2 separate regions of the Hordeum vulgare genome follow, and region 2 is linked to region 1. The links are chromatin contacts, called in public Hi-C maps. All regions are on one chromosome and are shown on one strand. Each heading gives the region's core, a stretch centred on a gene start, on an enhancer-like site or on the middle of the called end of the contact. The rest is flanking DNA. Distances are from core to core; before and after follow the strand shown.

Region 1 (3,004 bases), core at 470-2,969:
TATAAATTTTAAAAAAGGTTAATCATGCATTCAAAAATATTAACATGTATAAAAATGCACCAATGTGTATAAAAAATATACATCAAAAACATACGTTCAAAAAAAAATCCTGATTTAGAAACATATTGACCATGTATTTTAAAAACATGTCCAAAACATTGTGTATAAAAAAAGTGTTCATCTTGTAGTTGAGAAATATACAATGTGTATCAAAGGAATCTTTCACGTATACACCAAAAATATATATTGTGCATTGAAAAAATTATATACTATGTGTTAAAGAAAAAGGAAAATGATGAAAACAGACAAAGAAACGTAAATAAAATGGAAATAGAGAGGGACAAAATACAACGGGAAAAAGAGAAGAAAATCAACGTAAAAAATATAAACCAGAGAAAAATCAGGGGAGAATAGGAAACAAAGAAAAGAGGAAACTAGAGGTAAACAGGAAAAGAAAGAAAACACCAGTAAAAACCAAGAATGGTACAAAGAAACCAAAGGAAAATAATAAAAATAACAAGAAACAAAGAAACGCTAGTGATGTTCGAACCAGCAACCTCTAAGGCCTTATTCGGTTAATCCCACCGAGGAAGGGATTGGAGAGGAATGGAGGGGATTGAGGTGGAATTTGACTTGTAGGGGATTTAATTCCTCCCAATCCCTTCCAAACCCCTCCTGTTTTAAAGAAACCGAACAAGGCCTAAGAGATATTCTAGTGTTGCAACCACTCCACCACCGCAACGGTATGTGATAGAAATGAACTTTTCACTTCCTTTATTCTTTATTTTTCCTTTTTATTTTTCCATAGTCTTTTTCCTTTTTTCCTTTTCAATATTCCGTAGAAACGGTTCGTTGAGGTTCTTTTTGAAATATGTAAATTTACTTTCAAAACGATTATTTTAGAAAATTGGATGGAATTATTTTTTAATTGGTAAAATTTTTCCAAATCGATGAATTCTTTGTGAAATTGGTGGACATTTCTGAATATCCGTGAACATAATTAAAATTTGTGAACGTTTTTCTAAATCGATGAACCTTTTTTGAAAATCTGTGAATATATTTTAAAATTTGCGAAGTTTTTTCAAAGTCGATGAACCATTTTTATAAATTGATGAACGTTTTTTTGAAATCGTTGATCTTCTTTTGAAAACAGGTGAACATATTTTAAAATTTGTGAACTTTTTTCAAAATAAATAATTATTTAAAAAATAATTATGATCTTTTATTCTGCAATCGTTGAACTTCTTTTGATAATTGGTGAACATATTCTAAAATTCGTGAACTTTTTTCAAAATCAATGAACTAATATTGAAAATTTATAAACTTTTTTTGAAATCAGTGAACTTTTTTTGAAAATCTGTGAACGTATTTTAAAATTCATGAACTTTTTCAAAATTAGTGAACTCTTTTTTACAAATTTATGAATTGTTTTACCAAATTCGACGATTTTTTCGAATATTGCAAATTTTTGAAAATCCAAGAACATATTCTAAAAATCTGTGAATTGTTTTGCGTATTCATTGAACTTTTTTCAAATGTAATTCAGTGCTTTTTATTTCAATAAAATTTTAATGTACGTTTTGTAATTCACGTTTTACAAAATCAATGAAAAAATTTCAAGACCTGCAGCGGGGCGTCAGGAGATGTTTTATGGGCCGGCCCAGGGAAGGCGCCTGAAGCACGAACCGACGCCTGCAGCGCCGTATAGGAGCTCCCATAGTTTCTCTCGCGTGAAGGATCTTTCCCTCGCGTGGCTACTGGGCAGACCCCGTTTCGCTGGGTTTTTTTCTGGACTGGCTCGCTCGGGAGAAGACACTCCCTCACTCCCTCGCTGGTTTTATAGGTTTTATTCTTATTTATTTCGTGTACTATAATGATTCGACTGGTACGGTTTTCATTAGTTTTTTTATCTTTTCTATTGTGTTCTGTTTATGTTTTTCTTTGTTTTTTATATTTTCTGTGTGTTTCTTACTGTTTTCTTTGGTTTTATTGTTGTTTTCTATTTCTTCCCTTTTATGCGTTTTTCCTTAAATGTTTGTTTTGTTTCCATTATTTTTATCTGCGATTTGCTAATGAATAAAACGTTCTTTCCGACTTTTTTTCTTTCTTTTGTCTTTGTGTTTTATTTACCGCTCTCTTCTAGATCTTCGGCGTTCTGATTTTTTTTTTTGTTTTAGTTATTTATTTCGGTTTGGTTTCTATGGTTTTTCTCTTCTCTTACTTTTTTGTGTTTCTTCTTAAAGTTGTCTTCGATATTTTTCTTTATATATTTTGCTGTGTTTTTCTTTACATATATGTTTCGTAACTAGGAAAACCCTGGTGCATTTGGACTTCCGACTTCATTGTAGCCTTTTTATTTTGATGGTAACTCCATTGTAGCCTAAGTAGGTAGACGCACCAGTAGGTCCTAAAAAAATTGTAAACAAGCGAAATGTTTTTTTATACACATGTAACATTTTTTAAAAATATATTTATTAATATATTATTTTTCCATACACGTTGTAAAATTTTCATATGCTTCGAGAACACTTTTTATATGCGTTTAATATATTTCAAATACATGATTAACATTTCTTTCAAATATATGTTTTGATGTCTATACATATTATACATTTCTTGTATAGACATGAATCCTTTATTTATACATGTTTAACATATCAAATGCACATTAACATTCTTTTCAAATGTATGTTTTGATATCCACCTTTTTCAAACACACTTTACACTTTTGTATGCATCAAAAATAATTTTGGAAGAAGGCCCATATCACAATCCCAAGTTTGTTCCTCAAGAGGAGAAGTATGATCCTACTCCTTCCAAGGGAACAAGCTCTCAAGATGGCCTTCTATCACAAGACCACAAGGGCAAGGGAAAGATTTAAGAGGAGATTGACTCATTTGAGGAAGAACCTCATGCCAAGGTCGAGTGGGTTTCCAAGGACAGTTCTAGCACTACCTCATCTAGTGCTACCACAACACCAAGGATTCCATCAAGGTGATGTGGG
Region 2 (3,000 bases), core at 434-2,933, 230 kb after region 1:
GTTCATCGCCAATAGCCTTGCGACGTCTTCAGCAGTGGGAGATCTCAAATACTCCTCGCCGAACACTTGCATAATTCCCACTGCAAAGCGCTTGACACACATGATGGCTTGGCTCTCACTCATAGCCAAGTGATCATCAACTAGATCAGCCGGAATACCGTATGCCAACATACGCAAAGCGGTTGTCACCTTCAGAAAGGTGCTATGCCCGAGCTCTCCGGCGGCATTCCTCCTTTGCTGGAAAAACCGGTCATGGCTCGCTAGTTTCTCTGCAATGCGTTTGAACAAGTCTGTGCTCATCCTAAACCGGCGACGAAAATACGACTCCGGTTATGTGGGATTCTCCACGAAATAGTTCTTCATCAATATGTTATGGGCATCAATCCTATCTCTCCAAAATTTCTCCCGACCCATAACCGAACCACCGTGCTTCGGTTTTTTATTGATATGCATAGCTATGATCATTGCAAGATCCTCCTCCTCTTCCATATCAAATTCTTCTTCGGAAGAATCATACGACGAACTTATCTACAATGTTCAATACTATACTATAAAAACTACCATTCAAAACATGCACCAAATTCATAAGTTTGGAGCAATACATACCTTGTAGGCGTTTTGTCGAACACCTTGCGGCGCGCGGCGCGGCAGCGAGCTCTCGGGCGTTGTTCCTCGGACGTCGGAGGCGCGCGAGGGCCGGCCGGACTAGGGGGGGTGGGGCGGAAGCGCGGCGACGCGGGGAGGCCGGGGAAGCGCCTGAACGGTCGTCGGGGGGCGCGGGCAGCGCCCGCAGCGGAGACAGGCCGGGGAAGCGCCTGAGTGGTCGCCGGCGGGCGCGGGCGGCGACGGCTGCGCGGGGATAGGCCGGGGAAGCGCTGAACTGTCGCCGGGGGCGCGAGCGGCGACGGCGACGCGGCCGGTTGGGGGCAGCGAGCGCGCGAGAGCGGAGGAGCGAGCGCGGGAGCGCGGGAGAGAGCAGGAGCGAGCGTGGGAGAGTCGCGCGCGCGGGAACCGGCGCAGCAAATAAGGGGCGCGGGACTGCCTTTCGGCCAGCGCGCTGAACTGAAAATGGCGCGCGCGCTGTTTTTGCGCGCCCGCTGGAGCTGCCCGCCGCGTTGCGCGCGCTAAAACTGTCTTTTTTACGGCGCGGCGCTTGTATAGTGCGCGTGTTGGAGGAAGTGCTATGCGAATCAAGCGTCCCAACATCTTACTATGCATGCAAGATTGCAAAATCCATATCATGGGGGGTTGGGCTTGCAAAGAGAAAGGTCAAGGGCAAACAGTAAAGACAAAGCCGGCTCAGAAGAGGAAAGCGCGACAGCGCGAGTCCGAGACCACGTGATTACTGCATCTCATCTCAGTACACTCGCCACAAAGTCAGGTACGTACTCCCAGTTGTCACCTCACCAGTTTCTCAAAAGAAGTTGTCTCTTCACCGGCACTCAACCAGGAAAACATGGTCCTTGCCCCCGATTTCCCTCCACCGACTCCATAACAAAATGGTTACGGGATGGGTAGAGTGTGCTGCAGATGGAAAGCGAGATGGTGGGGTAGAGATCTCAGATGAGCGCCTATCATGCCTGTAATTGCGTTCTGTATCAGATTAGTTAATACCAGTACGGAGTTATTGCAATCGAGTCCCAAATGACTGGTGTCTGTCACATATGATTCATACTCACTCCGGTGCTACTTACTACTCAAATCAGAGTGATGGAAGGTTGGACGTGGCACGGATTTGGCTGCCCCGGCCCTGGACCATCCCTTCTTGCTTCTTGGCCAACATGCGATGCATTGACTTACTGAGCCGCTTGTCCTGCTTGAGACAGTTAGGACTGCATTAACCAAGGAGGGAGAGAGAGAGGGAGATTCCGTGGACAGTGAACTTGTCTATTTTAATGCCCTCTGGACCGTGAGCTTGCAACATGGAGAGTACCCGCCGGGCACCACGTATTGCATGGGGAAATACAGCCCTGGCATCGTCTGTGAAATGGGCAGGTAAATTAAGCTGGTGCTCTGACATGTGTTGGCACACACTGCACAAGCTAACAGGCTCTTAACTCTCCTCGTCGAAATCGAGGGTCCCTGGAAAGTTATCGTTCGGTGATCTGAAAAGAAAAGAAAAGAAAAGAAAATGCTGGGTGAGCGGAAAGCCTCCTCCGGACTTGACTCGTTCCCCACAATATCAGGAATGACACGAGGAACATGTCGTCATGGACGCAACTAGCGCTTGTCCCTCACCGACAGCGCTCGATTTGGTCAGCGATTGGCGCATCGGTGCCGCGATCCGGGGCAGATTTATCAGCACGCGCGTACTCGTCTCTCCGGGCCGTCGAGTGAAACAGGCCGTGAATGAAGAACGGTGTTTTGGGGTGCGATTTTTTTCTTCTTTTCCACATAAGTGCGAGAAATTTTTATGATGTTAGGACAATCCATGGCCCCAAAAGTGCGTGTTGGCGGGCTCTAGGCTCGCTCCTAGCTTAGGCATATGGGAATGCAAGTCTCTTAGCGCGGTTCTATAGGCATTTTGCTCATGTGACACTGTATTTAATGAAGAGAGATAATGAGGTTGTATCTTAGCTAACATACAACCTTGACACGTGGTCATAGACAAAAAAAGAAGTGTTAACCAAATCACATGTTCATCGCAAAAACAAAAAACAAAAAAACAAATCACATGCATGCATGAGCCACAAATCATTAAATTTAGACACAACACATAAAATACGATGCATTGTACTAGTTGTTTCTTATGTTTTTATTATGCATATGATTACGTGCTCAGAGACGATGCATTAGCACAGGCCTTATATGCCTCATGGGCTTCCACAAGATGTCTCATGCAGTCATTGGGGGTAGCAACTATAGAGGGGAGCTCCTATCGGGAGATCATGTTCCGTGCCTTCGCGAGCTTCTACCAGCGCTGCACGCGCCCGTCAACAATGCGGCGCTTGCAGCATCGCTCGCATCGGCCAGCTCACTAGCACACGAACTGCCGGGTTT

What was found. Hi-C and Micro-C count contacts between places; a contact is called where the count stands out from the background.
Region 2: a Hi-C map of leaf shows a contact between it and region 1, with 6 times the contacts expected there. The contact joins two enhancer-like sites. A contact is called at or near these places in 3 of 6 Hi-C or Micro-C datasets (leaf and seedling).

What each region holds. Positions count from the first base shown.
Region 1 is chr3H:483,458,917-483,461,920 of MorexV3_pseudomolecules_assembly, forward strand. No RefSeq gene overlaps it. Among protein-coding and RNA genes, the nearest start is that of LOC123444394, 120 kb to the right of the region's middle. Within about 2 kb of position 1,720, at least 2 of the 3 cell types and tissues checked have open chromatin away from gene starts, as enhancers often do. A contact at or near this core is called in leaf, where this site is marked.
Region 2 is chr3H:483,688,823-483,691,822 of MorexV3_pseudomolecules_assembly, forward strand. No RefSeq gene overlaps it. Among protein-coding and RNA genes, the nearest start is that of LOC123440244, 14 kb to the right of the region's middle. Within about 2 kb of position 1,684, at least 3 of the 3 cell types and tissues checked have open chromatin away from gene starts, as enhancers often do. A contact at or near this core is called in leaf, where this site is marked.